Linked DNA regions of Mus musculus: all the other regions are linked to region 1. The links are chromatin contacts, called in public promoter capture Hi-C maps. All regions are on one chromosome and are shown on one strand. The core of a region is the stretch at or near the end of the contact, and the rest is flanking DNA. Distances in the headings are between cores, read along the strand shown. Region 1 holds the start of 4930579K19Rik (RIKEN cDNA 4930579K19 gene). Region 2 holds the start of Atr (ataxia telangiectasia and Rad3 related). Region 3 holds the start of Xrn1 (5'-3' exoribonuclease 1).

Region 1 (4,328 bases), core at 1,135-3,634:
TTCCCTAACAGTCATGAATTCAACAGAAAGCGAAGGTTTGCTTCTCAGCACAAAACTGAGGACCCGGCAGAGGGAATGCCCTGAAACAGACACCTAACAAGGCTCTCAGTCTCCTCTCTCTGTGTGTCTGTTTGACACATGTACTTCTAACTGTTCTTCATTGTTTGCTCTTCACTTCCAAAACCAGCTTTAGGCCCGTGCTCTAACTAGTCAGTTCTCGTGAGAACACCTCCACTGTCATGCAGCCCTGCCCATCTCTAACATACTCAAGCCACCATCTTTAAATCACAAGCTAATCTCAGGGGAGCAAACCTTTTCGATGATTTCTAAATGTTTGCCCCACTAATTACTGTCACAAAATTTAACTTCTCCCTCTCATCTTTGAGTCAACAACAAGCAGGAAGTATGTTATGCCAGGAGCCATAGTGGGATCTTCAACATAACATAAGCCCCCACATCCAAGTAAGTATGTGTAAGTGTGTGGTGTGTGTATGTGTGTGTAAAATAGGATTGTTAGGATAATCCTAACAAGGTTTTCAAATTGATTTTTCAAAATGGCTAGGGATCTCTGAACTACCTAGTATATAGCTGCACATACCCCAAAGTAAAGACACCCATTTTAAAATGTGCATTACTGCAGGCAAGCGCTCCTGGAGTCATACTTACCATCCCAGTCATGAGTGTTTTAAAGATATCATACCAGGTCTTAGACGATTAAACTACTCACACTGCATCCTCAACTCCAGACTTAGTTTAAATGCCACTGCCACCATTATGCCCTTTCTGATTAGCCTAGCCAGAGGATTCTTCCCCATCCACGTACACAGCTCTTCTTGCTTGTGGAGTGGTTTATTTCTGAAGGGCAGGCTCAGTGCTTATCCAGCTCCTTCTCTCCACACCATATGTATTTGGGAATACGGGAGGAACAGGTAGTATAGATGAGGTCCACAGTCTTGCTAGAAGCCTCAGCTGCAGCGCTCATGTCAGACACATGGTAGTAAGTTTAATTAACACCCAAGGTTTGACTTGTATAACAGGGATAATAATAATATCTCTCTTAGCATTCTGAGAATTAAAATCAGAGTTCAGTTAGAGCAGAGCACGGCTTATAGTAACCACCATAAACATTACTCATAATTATCCACAGGCTGCGGTGACAATCAGCTGGTAAATGTTTAGCAAAATGCAGGACAGTGAAATGCTCCTATGGTGAGTGAGCAAATAAATAAAGTCATGTTTTGTACTTTTTACTCGAGACTTAAAATACAGCCATCTTTTAGTATCTCTGCACATGGTTCCAGTATCCTCCACCAAATCAAAACGCTCACGTTCAGTTATTTAAGTGCTTATAATTTACCCATCACTCCTGGTCATCTCTAGATTAGTTAGAACACCGATACAGGGGTCAAAGTTGTAAAGAGTCGTTGTATACTATGACAGCACATGTTCACACAACAGTTTTCCTCAAATGTCTTCCACCGAAAGCTGGTTCAATGTGTGGGTATGGAACTCACAAACATTGAAGAAGGAAAGTCAATTTTTAATTGACTATTAAAAATATGTCTCAAAACTAAGTTAGGCAGATCTCAGGGCCTTCCCCAAAAAGGTCATCCTCTGTGTGCACAGAAGGCCCAATCAACATCAACTAGAAAACGACGAGCTGGGCTGCCATAGCATTTGAAATTTCACCTCTGGCTCCATATACATTTAACTTTGTTTAGTTCTGGTTTTCCTCTGCTTAAGTTTGCAATGTGGTGCCTGCACACTACCAAACACCTCACGCAACCTGGAAGGTGGGTTAGCAAGCACCACCCTCAATGACAGAATAAAGTGACTTGGTCAAAGTTGCCTTTGGCATCCGAGTCCTGACTCTAGCATTTACTTGCACTACCGGACCCGGTGCAGACTGCAAGGGCACTGACAGGCGCCCTGACCGCCCTGAGAGTCGGGGGCGCCGCTCCTTCGCGGGTACCCAGTTACACTACTGTGTCACCACGGCAGCCTCCCGGTCTGGCCTTCTTCCTCCCAGGACGCCAACGGGACAGGAGGACCCCGTCAGGCCGCAGCAGTAGCAGCGCAGACCGCTTCTAGCTACTGCTCCTAGCCAAGAAGCCCCGGGAACCCGCCGCAGCCGGTGGGCTCCACTCTCTGTCCCCTGAGGCCCGACTTACCATGGCTCCGACTGTCCGAGCGAGCCCCTGCCCGTCACAGGCTCAAGGCGACACACTCAGGAACCCACCGACCCGTGGACCGGCCAACCCACTGACGTGGAACTTCCGGGAAGCGACTCTCGCGGTACTCGGAGCCAGGCTCTGCGCCTGCGCACACCCTCCGTAAGGCGGTCCGTGCATGGTCCCGCCCCAGTTTCCTAGGTAACGCGGACTTCCGCGTCTCCCGCTGCTGAGCTGGCTGATGGAGTGTATTGCTGTGGCCAGAGTTGGGCGGTGACTAGCGGCGGTCTGGGCTGCTCACCTTCGGTCAGTTTCAGAAAGGCAAGAAGATGGAGCGCAGTGCTGGATTCCTGCTGAACGTCGGCAGCAGTGGAGGGGCCCGGAAGCGCTATCCGAACAGCGTGAGCCTCTGGCAGAGAAAAGAAAGCTCTAAAACTGTGTACTCCAGCGGGCTCCGGAACGGGGCCCAGAGCGGTGTCTGGGTCTTGGGTGAAACCGACCGAGGCGGAAAAGATGTGGGCGCGGCTCCCGCCTTTGAGGCTCCGAGGAGCCCTGAGATCTTGGTTCTGGAGGCTCCCGGAGGCAGTCGGGTGATTACCCTTCAAAGAGCATCCACCGGGTCGTTTGTTTGGCTATGTACCTTCAGTTGGTGGTACTGCCACATCACGTAGGAGTCGTCTCCGTTTTATTGATTGGAAATGTAAGACTCAAAGAACTCAGGTTTACTGGCCAAGATGGCATAGTAAGTAGTGTTGTTAAGATCTGGGCTCAGGGGAGAATACGCCCTGGAAGCCCAGTGCTCTATCTGCTATGCCAAAATAGCTCTTTAATAAATTAGTTGAATTTCAAAAAAATGATTGCCAGGAAAAGTGCAAATACATTGTGTATCGATTTCACACACCTTTTAAAAAGATAATGCTATGAAACAAATGGAAGTTGCCCTTAGCTCCTTATAAACCTCTAGTTGGAGAAAAGCCTAGGTTTCCAGAAAGGAATTGTATAGCCTGAGAGAAGTAAGGGTGAGTTTTCATTAGGTAGTGCCTGGCTCTTGGGAGATTTATAGGCCTCAGTTTTTCATATACAAAAAGTCAGATAGTTTTCAAAGATCCATTTTTACTATTCTGTCAGTAAAAACAAATTTTCTCTCAGTAATGAGATTTTTACATAATTGACATGAATAATCACATAATCGCATACTGTAGCGCAACCAATTGCAAGAATTAGTTGAAACTTTTTAAAATGTGAACTATATCTAGTGTGGAGAATAGCTGGGCTTCTATTATTTTTGATTCCTTAATTCTCTTTGCATTTTTAATTTGACACAGTATCAATAAATATAAAATAAAATAACATCTCCATTCCACAGAACCTGTTGATAATACTTAAATCTATATAACACCTGTAGTTTACCTGCTGGAGAGTTAAGCCCCCACCTGCCGTGCTCATTTTGTGTCTCCATCTTTTGCTGCTGCAGGTCAGCAACATCAAGTTCTGCAATAGTGACTATGATCAGCTCTTAGCCAGGCCATAGCGTACCCATGTAACCACAAACCTTGAAGATCTGCGAGTTCAATACCAGTTTCTGCAAGACTCTCTCTCTCTCTTTTAATCTTTTAAAACTTATGTACTGAATTTCGGCTATATGAAAAGTTATGCTAGGTACTATCTTAAGAGAATACCTCTAAAACTCTGGACTTGGGTTTTAATTGTAAGAAATTTCAAGAAAATAATCAAATACATAAACACACACACACATAACTCTTAAGTGTTCAATTGTGGGCTTAAAACAAAATCTCTTGTTTACTCTGGCTTAGAGGCATGTGGAAGGTTGGGAAAATAGCTCTGGGGAAGAAAAGAACTATGGTCAAGCTTAGCAAATTGGTAGAGGGTTTCCCAAGGGGTTGATTGCTATTGATAACAAGCTTAAAGTCTTAGCTGGTCAATCTCTAGGACGGCTGCTTCATCCCAAGTGGGCATCCCTTCCAGCATCGATTTAGCAGTACCGTGTGTACACCCCAGCCCCACCCCCATCTGTTCTAGTTTGACTTCAGTGGCTGTGATAAAACACTGAGCAAAACCAGCCTGGGAGGAAAGGCTTTCTTTTACCCTAGAAGATGCAGTCGGTAACTGAGGAAAGCTAAGGCAGGAGCTGCAGAC
Region 2 (4,328 bases), core at 575-3,074, 2.7 Mb after region 1:
CAATGTACCACAGGGTCCAATTTCCCCATATCCTTACCATTTCTTTTACATATCAATAGTTATTGTAATGGTCTGAAATGGAATCTCCTTGTTTTGTTTTTGAGGAGGGTTAAGTTCTCACTATAGAGCCCCTTTTAATACCTTGATAGCTCAAGCTGTCCTCAAACTCAGTGAGCCTCTTGTCTTGGCCTCCCAAGTCATCTCACCAACTTCCTTGTGTGGTTTGGATTTGTCTCCCTTACTTTTAATCATATCAAACATCTGTGTTTTCCTTTACTTATTAGCTATTTTATATTCTCTCTGGAGAAAAATCTCAATTTCCTTATTCATTTTTTTCATCAAACTTTTTTATTGTTGAATTATGTAAGTTTTTAATATATTAATAGCTGTTAAACTTAAAATTTTAATCATTTTAAAAAGTCTGTATGCGCATGTGAGATATATATGTATGTATGTACATATGAATATAGGTTCTTGTGCCACGGTACATGAGTTAAGGACAGGGAACAACCTCAGGTGTTGGTCCCTGCCTTCCAGAATTTCAGTGATGACAAAATTTGTATTATCAGTTTTCCAAAATCACTTTATCTCATATACTTTTAGACAGAAATTACTAAATTCAAATTTTTAATGATTTTTTTTTTTGCTCCCACAAAGTCTATTTGCCACATTCATGCAAAGTAAAAAAACAAACATACAAACAAAAAAACCCTTCAGACAGTACAAAAGTGGTCTTTTCATTTATCCTCTAATTTAGGTTTTCGGTTTTTGGTATGGCCAACAGGAGGAAATGAACATCGCTGCGGTGCAAAACTAAAAGGAAACTGATAGCTCACAGACTTAAGGTCAGCACTAACTCTACGTGCAAACTTTCCAGCCTGAGAGAACCGACTTGAGAACTCAATGGCTGCGGTGTCCTGACAGAGGAAAACCTAGAGCGCAGAAGGGGCGTGGCAAGCGCTAATTTCTGATTGGAACCCGGTTCTCCTTTGACTCTCGAGGTTGACAGAAACAAGGGGTTTGCTTCCCCCCACCCCCTTTTTTCTCTTGTCTTTGTCTTTCCAGAGGCAAGGTCTCACTATTTAGTCCTGGCTGGCCTAGGGGCACCTCTGCCACCCAAATTCTGGGATTGAAGGCGGCGAGCCTCAAAGAGGCAACTGCAGATGAACACCAACGCGTGTTTTAGTTTGGGGGACGCTGTGCACGTTGGACTCCGTGGACCCGTGGCCAGTCCCGGGGACTTCCGACTAGAGTAGCGGGCTGGCCGACGCTCGGCCTCTCTCGGAGGAGAAACCGCCGCGCTTCCCTCAGAAGCGGGGCCGTGATTCCCAAACAAAACCTCAGCCAATGGATTCCGTCAACAACGACCAAAGGACCAGGACCCGGGGGAAGTTTTCGGGAAGCAAACGAGTGTGGTAAGATGGCCAGAAGAGACCCTTCTCGAGGCCAAGCGGGAAGCAGCTCGCGTGGACTGGCTCCCCGCGAGCCGAGCCGCGGCTGCCACGGTCACCCCGGCACGTGGGTCGCCACGGCGCTCCGGCCAACTGCCACTGTGAGGGAGGGAACGGCGGCCACAGGCCGCGGCGCGGGCCGAGGAGACCCGGCGACTCGAAGCTGGCGACGACGCGCGGCCCTACCTGGCCAACTCCCGCAGGGCGGGGATCATGGACGCCAGCTCCAGCCCGTGGTCGCCCATGGTGACACCGAGCGGCTCTCAAAACAGCCGCCGCCGGCGCCGGGCTTCTCCACAGCCGCCTCCGGTGGAGAGGGCGGAGCGTCGACGGAGCCCCGCGAGGTCCAAAATTCTCCTCCCGGAAGCCGCTCTCGGTTGCGGTTGGAACCCTGGGGAAATCCCAGAGGCGACAGGGGCGGAGCCGACAGCGGACGTGCCCGCCCACTTTCCCTCCCAGGCGAGTGCGTGACCTACTCCACGGGTATTTTTTGCTCAAACCTGGATGCTCAGGGAAGCCGTAAGCTAGGATCTGGGTCGGAGAGGGACCTGACGACCCAACAAAGTTAGATATTTCACTATGTTCGAATGGCATATTTAACTAGGTAAGGCCATGCAGTAATCCTTACATTTGCTGTTTAGGACACAAGGGTAATTATTGATACAACCTCCAAAAATAAAATTAAAAAGTGGTGGAATGGCAGCCAGATGCGCTCTGACTGCAAAGCTGTACTTTGAACACCCATCCCTTTGCCCCGTTTCCTTCAGTGATGCCCTGTGACGAGGAACTTTAAGCTGAAGCAAACCTTTTCCTTCCCAGGTCACTTTCCATCATTGTGTTCCATCACAGCAATAGAAACCTAACATAGGACAGGCAACTATGAAAAATAGTGTATCTGCTAAAAAGCAAGAAAAGCTAGCTATTTTGAAATCATGTTGAGAAAGATGACAATAATGACAGAGCTGAGGGCACAGTCCAGTGGAAGAGCACTAACCTAGCTCGTGAGGCTCGGGCACAGAGGACCTAGAGTACTAAACAAACTACAGTTAAACGATTTTAAAAAAGAAGGCATAGTTGCACATGCCTACAATCCCCTTACTTTGGGTATAGAGGCAGAAGGATCAAGAGTTCAAAGCCATCCTTAGCTCTATAATGAGCTCAAGGGCAGTCTGGGATACAGGGGAACCCTGTCTCAAAAAACAAAACAAAACCAAAAGCCACTACCACCACCACCAACAACAACAACAACCCAGTATGTAATTCATCACTGAGTAGCACTGCAGTTCTGAAGTGCAGGACCCCAAACAGCAGAGCTCTGGCAAATCTAATCCAAAAAGCAATTTTTGAAACAATTATTTGTTTTTCACTTTACATTCCAATACCACCCCCTCTCCTCCCAGTGCCGTTGGTGGGCCACCATGGGCAGTCCACATATGTCCTAGGCTATCTGTGAATATGATCCAACACAACTGAGGGACAGCACCATCACCCAGTGTCGGTAAGTGGTAGGGAGGTACTGATAGCTCTCCACAGAGTGACAATAAGCTGGCCACAGCACTACATGGCTATAATTCTAGCACTTTAGAGGCGGAGGCAGCATGGTAACCAGCTTAAGCCGCCTTAGGTTACATGGTGAGGCACAGTCTGAAACAATAGCAAGAGCTAGTCAAAGCTACCCTTGAGTTTGGAGGGGGGTGCAAATCAGAATGAAAGGAAGCTGGCAGCCATTTATCTGGACAGCCTTAGTGATACACCAATAAATGAGAGGCAGATGCCAAGGCCAGTGTCGGTCCTCCCTCTGAGGACTCTCTCTCTCTGCCAAACTCTGCAGAAGAATTTTTCGTAAGGCTGATTCTATTTTCATCTCCCATTCAGTCCTAACCCAGTATTTATTATACTCTGCCCTTGTGTCCCTCCCCCTCCCTGCCCTAATTCTCCCCAGAATCACCAACAGTTTCTCTTTTTCTCCTGTTGCTGCTGTTGTTGTTGCTTATTGAGATTGGGTCCCCCATAGCCCAGGCTGGCCTTGAGCTCACTATGTAGCTGAGGATGACCTTGAACTGCTGATCTTCATCCCACCTTCTGGGTACTGGGATTACAGGCAGGTGCCTCTATATTTAGTTTACATAGAGCTAGAGCTAGAGCTCAGACTCATGGTGTGGTGGTTTGAAGGAGAATGACCCCCAGAGGCTCATATATTTGAACACTTGGCATCCCCAGTTGGTGGAACTGTTTAGGAAGGATTGCTGGAGGAGGAGTGTCACTAGGAATGGGGGCAGGTGGACTTTTAGATTTCAAAAGCCAATGCCATTTCCAATTACTTCTTTCTCTCTCCCTCTTCCTCTTCCTTCTCTTCCCTCCCCGTTCTCCCTGTCTCCCCATTCACTCGTCTCTCTTCCCTCTGTCCAGTGCTTGTGGATCAAGATGTAAGCACTCAGCTAATTCACCAGCGCCATGCCTGCCTGCCTGTCGCTTTGGTCTCTGCCATAATAGTCATGGATTCCAACCCTCTGAAACTGTAAGCAAACCCCCAATAAACTGTTAATCTCTAAGTTGCCTTGGTCATAGTGTCTCTTTTTCCAGCAACAGAACAGCAACTAAGACTCATGCCTTCCTTTATGCTAGACAGACACCTAGACAGACCTTCCAGATGATCTTGGAAGCAGCCCCACAGACTGGGATCACACCCCTGAAATCTTTCTCTCCTTTCAAAGCTGCTGTAAGGAACTGACAGGCGCAGCTAGCTGTGGTCAGGAGTCTCACAAGCCTGCATGCCTCTGTCCTCACAGCACTCATAAAAAACAATAGCCTCATCTCACTACCTCACTGCTGCCCAGGGGCCAAGGCAGCTTGACTAATGTCACACATTAACTACCC
Region 3 (4,328 bases), core at 1,250-3,749, 2.6 Mb after region 1:
CCAGTATGCCTTCCATGGTAACATTTATTTTATTCTCAGCCATTTCTCCTTAGGGCATACTGTGCCACATAACGATCCTTTGGTAGGTCAGCTTTGAATGTCTAGGTGGGATACTGCTTTTTCTTCTTCACTCAGTCAGTCTTAAAAAATAAAATAAAATAAAGCCTCCCTCCCCCAGCTTTAGGTACTGTTATCTAATTGGCTAGTCCTTTGAAGCCTACAGGGTATTCTGGAGTTCTGTTCACAAGTTCATCAGCTAGTTCTTCTTTTCCTCTCAAACTGTCTAGAGTCTCTTGGTAGTTTGCCCTCATCTAGTAGTGTTTGGACTCAGTAACATGGGGCTACTGAATCACATGAATTCTATCTATTTTCATTCAGTGGTTCAAAGGATGAATAACTGTGCTGATACCATCCTCACTCTCGTTCTAAAACACATCGCTCCCCATCCTCTCCCTCTGGGTGTGCTTCTGTTCACCCTGGCAACCACACAGGAAACTAAATGTTCTTCATTTAGTTTTTTTTGTCTGTTTTTTGAGGCAGGGTCTCTCAGTGAACCTGAAGCTCACTGATCAGTTGGACGAGTTGGCCTGAGAGCCCTCAGGCTTCACCTGTCCCTGCTCTCTAGTGCTGGTTACAGGTGCTCTATGCTGCTCCCGGCTTTTATGTGGGTGCTTGGGTCCTTCCCTCCTAGTCTTCCTTTTTTGGTCTTCTGTTAAATAAAATATTTGTGAAAGGCCTAACTTTGATACATCGAGTTTCTTGTTTTGTCAGGTCTGTGTTCCATGGCTGTCAGTTTATCTACCTACCTCTGCCTGCTCAGTGCTGGGATTGAAGGTGTAGGACACCATGCCCCGCTGACACACCAACAAGTTTTAAAGTTTATTTTCAGTGTAATTTTAAAGCAATCCTTACTTTCAATCTACTGTAAAACTTTCACAAAATCTATCTTGCTTCCCATGTCATGATGTTGCTTTAAAAGACTGTTTTGTTTTTACAATGAAATTCCCCAGGATGGTGAACCCAAGATATTTTTACCAAATAAATGTCTGTGATCAAAGAGCATAGAATAAAAATGTTATTGAACACATTAGGCTAGAAAATATTTATTGATTAAAGATCCTGAAAAAGAAAAACAATGCCTCCATTTTCACTTTTCTCCCTGAAAATAAATACCATCTAAATTTAAGTCAACCAAATTCATACCATCTAATCTTAACTAAAATAAGGGGAAGACAAGTCAGCATTTTCGAACTTTTTATAAGGTTTCTTTTATATGCCAACTTTCATTAGAAGTTAATATCAAAAGAATCCTTTCCAGAGGCTGGATTCTATCTTTAACCTTATAAGTACCTTAAAACAAACAAACAAAAAAAAAACCCCACATAATTGACAACTTCCAGTATTAATACAGTGCTACTTATCACAAATAATTTATTAAGTATACAAATTTCAAAAACGAGTTTTTTTTTTCTGTAAACCAAAGTCATTAAATGTGACATACTACATTATCATTCAAAGTCTAGTTTACCTATTAGAACATTTGGTTTCTCTCCTCCGTCATTCAAACATGCAGATATATTCTAGTATATAGTATATATAAATATACAAATACACACTTTTAGAACTCAAAAAAAAAAAAAACCCGCTGCTGTAGGGTCATTATACACTAAGTGTTAGTAATAATGTTTCGAGATCTTTCTGCCATACTAAAGCCTTTAAGCACCATTCCCCCCACCTCCCCGCCCCATCCCTGCGCTCCATCTAAACGTTTTGTTCGTTTAGACAATAGGGGGGTCGGTCCTGTCTGGGGGCTAACGGGAGCATGAAAAAGTATCACAAACCCAAGACACTAGCTAGCTACAGCAACCGGTCCAGGCATTGAGGTTAAATGCAGCTCTTCACAGCTGGAGTGCTCCGCGATTCCACCACGGGGACGTTAGTGCTTGTATACCGTCTGTTGCTTTGCTTGGGATGAGGGACCCGAGAAGTCGTCCCACACAGCTTCGCAGCCTAAAGCGAAGCTCCAGGTCCGGTTCCCAGGAGGACAGAGAGGGCTCCTTAAAAGCCTTCCCACCAAGGGCTCCTTTGCAAGTCCTGGAGTGCCTTCCCAGGGGGAGCTCAGACCTGCCGCAAGCCACTCTGTTCTGACCTGCCTCTACCTGGTGCGGCTACCCGGGGGCCGCCAAGCCTCCGTTCCCCTTCTCTTCCCCCCGTTCGGCCGCTGACCTGCACCGCGGGCAGCTGGAAGGCCGGGGTCCCACAGCGCAGAGAGGCCCGCGGGCCCGCTTTCTGCGCCGCGGCCTGAGCTCACCCACCTGATGCTCCTTCACCACTTCGCTGAGGCAGGGGTACCGCTCCGAGATCCATCGGTAAAACTTGGGGACTCCCATTTTGACCGTCGACACTAATTCCAGTCGGTGCAGAAACGAAACCAAACACCCCGCCCGGGCCTCCGCCGCCGCCTCCGGCCGTCGCTCGGAGGATGACAACACAAGGTCCGCCAGACCATAGAGCAAACCGTGGGCCTAGAGGGGCAGGACGGCGCTGGTGGGCGGTGGGTCCTGTCTATCCCGCTGCCTCGCTCTTCCATACTCGTTGGTGACAGCGCAAGAGGTGTGATTTGCGCATTAGGTGAGCTCAGGTTTAAAATGCCAGTTGATTGAGGTGTGGACTTGCGGATGGTATAAGAACGTTTAAGAGACAGTTGGTTAGCTTTATGTTAACTTGAAACATGGCAGAGTCGTTAGAAAGAGAAACCTCAACTGAGAAAAACGCTGCTTCCAAATTGGCCTGTGGGAATATTTTGATTACTGATCAATGCGGGAGGGCCCATCTGAATGTGTGCTGCTGCCACCCCTGGGCCGGTGGTCTTTCGGTATGTGAAAAAGGCTGAGTGAACTAGCCAGAAAGCAACATTCCTTCAGAGCTTCTTCAGTTCCTGCCTCAAGTTCCTTTGATGATGGGCTGTGATGTGGAAGTGTAAGCCAAGTAAACTCTTTCCTTCCTAAGTTGCTTTTGGTCATGGTGCTTATAACAGTAATAGAAACCCTAGTAAGAAAGGTATTGGACACTTGCTTTTTGTACTGTGGGCTTGTCCCTCGTGGGATCGTTAAATTTACTATTTTTCAATGTGGACTTGAAAAAGTCTGGTTAGCTTGTGAGAGGAGTAATTCTCTGAGTAATGTAAACCTACAGAAGAGTTTTAATTTTCTAATATTTTAAAGAGTTTTATAGTTTTCCTCTTTATATCTTTTATTAAATTACTTTATTTACATTCCAACCCCCCCCCCCATCCTGACTCCCCCTCCCGGAGTTCTTTAAGCCCTCCTCCCAACTCTGAGAGGGTGCTCCCCCATCTGCTTCCACCTCACATTTCCGCTTAGGTCATCCCCATTGAGTCCTAGTAGCCTCTCACATCCCAGATCTCTGGGACTTTCTAGAGGTTCCCCATGGGCCCTAACCTCCACTGCTGCATGTTGATTAATTCTCCTGGCCCTCTGGGCATCCCTCCTTTCCATACCTGATCCCGCCCCTTCTTTTCCCCTTCCTCTCACCTCTCCGACCCAATTTCCTCCCTCTGCCTCCCATGATTATTATTCCTCTTCGAGGTGGATTTCAGGTATCCACACTTGGGCCTTCCTTCTTGTTAAAGTCTGTGAGTTGTATTGTGGGAAAGAGTAATTTCCCACCATTTCAAGACTCTGGGTTACTCCCCTCATCCACAATTTTTGATACCCTGTTTCAAAACAAAGAAACCAACAAAATTCAAAAAGCCGGTTGTGGTTACTTAGGAGGCATAGGAAGATCAGAAGTTAAAGGCCATCCTCAGGTACATTGTAAGTTCAGGGAGATCCTAGTTGATAAGAAAGCCCATTTCAACCCCAAAACTCAAACCTGTGTGGCATGAAAGTTTGAATCTCAGCACTTGAAGGATGGAGGCTGGAAGATCAGGAGTTCAAGGGCATCCTCACTTACTTAAGTTCCAGACGCATTTGCCCTACATGAGAACTGTCTCAACCAAACAGGACAAAAGCCACTATAAACATTTCTGTTTTGTTTTTTATTATCATGTGACTTTCCTTACAATAAATACTTCAGAAGTTATTGGATTCTTTCCTTTGGCACTGCTTGTCTTCCATGATTAGCGCTTGGACAACATTCATCTTTAGTCAAGAGAACCTTCCATATATATATAATTATGTGTGTGTGTGTATATATATATATATATATATATATATATGGAATGGATATATAAAATGTAATATATATGTATACATTTTTCATCAATGAAGAAGTTATATATCTTTTGTAGGAAAATAGCTGCAAGT

The links. Promoter capture Hi-C pulls out the DNA fragments that hold promoters and counts their contacts. Capture Hi-C pulls out chosen DNA fragments and counts their contacts.
Region 2: a contact with region 1 is called in a promoter capture Hi-C map of pre-B cells, with 6 times the contacts expected there. The contact joins the promoter of Atr here to the promoter of 4930579K19Rik in region 1. A contact is called at or near these places in 2 of 39 promoter capture datasets (erythroid cells and pre-B cells) and 1 of 484 Hi-C or Micro-C datasets (CD4 T cells).
Region 3: a contact with region 1 is called in a promoter capture Hi-C map of adipose tissue, with 2.5 times the contacts expected there. The contact joins the promoter of Xrn1 here to the promoter of 4930579K19Rik in region 1. A contact is called at or near these places in 1 of 39 promoter capture datasets (liver), 1 of 115 datasets of contacts at active chromatin or transcription factors (astrocytes) and 1 of 9 other capture datasets (adipose tissue).

What each region holds. Positions count from the first base shown.
Region 1 is chr9:98,561,667-98,565,994 of GRCm38.p6, reverse strand. It overlaps 4930579K19Rik (RIKEN cDNA 4930579K19 gene), which reads left to right and starts at 2,384. Exons shown (of 1, transcript NR_029444.1): 1 at 2,384-3,535. It overlaps Copb2 (coatomer protein complex, subunit beta 2 (beta prime)), which reads right to left and starts at 2,264. Exons shown (of 22, transcript NM_015827.2): 1 at 2,172-2,264. The coding sequence starts at 2,174.
Region 2 is chr9:95,855,093-95,859,420 of GRCm38.p6, reverse strand. It overlaps Atr (ataxia telangiectasia and Rad3 related), which reads right to left and starts at 1,824. Exons shown (of 47, transcript NM_019864.1): 1 at 1,638-1,824. The coding sequence starts at 1,696. 1700065D16Rik (RIKEN cDNA 1700065D16 gene) reads left to right here and starts at 1,539. Exons shown (of 2, transcript NM_001271569.1): 1 at 1,539-1,914; 2 at 3,861-4,003. The coding sequence starts at 1,665. The coding sequence ends at 3,973.
Region 3 is chr9:95,952,931-95,957,258 of GRCm38.p6, reverse strand. Xrn1 (5'-3' exoribonuclease 1) reads right to left here and starts at 2,499. Exons shown (of 42, transcript NM_001311130.1): 1 at 2,316-2,499. The coding sequence starts at 2,390. It overlaps Gm16794 (a long non-coding RNA gene), which reads left to right. Exons shown (of 3, transcript XR_871036.3): 1 at 1-2,631. It also overlaps a transcript of Atr not described here.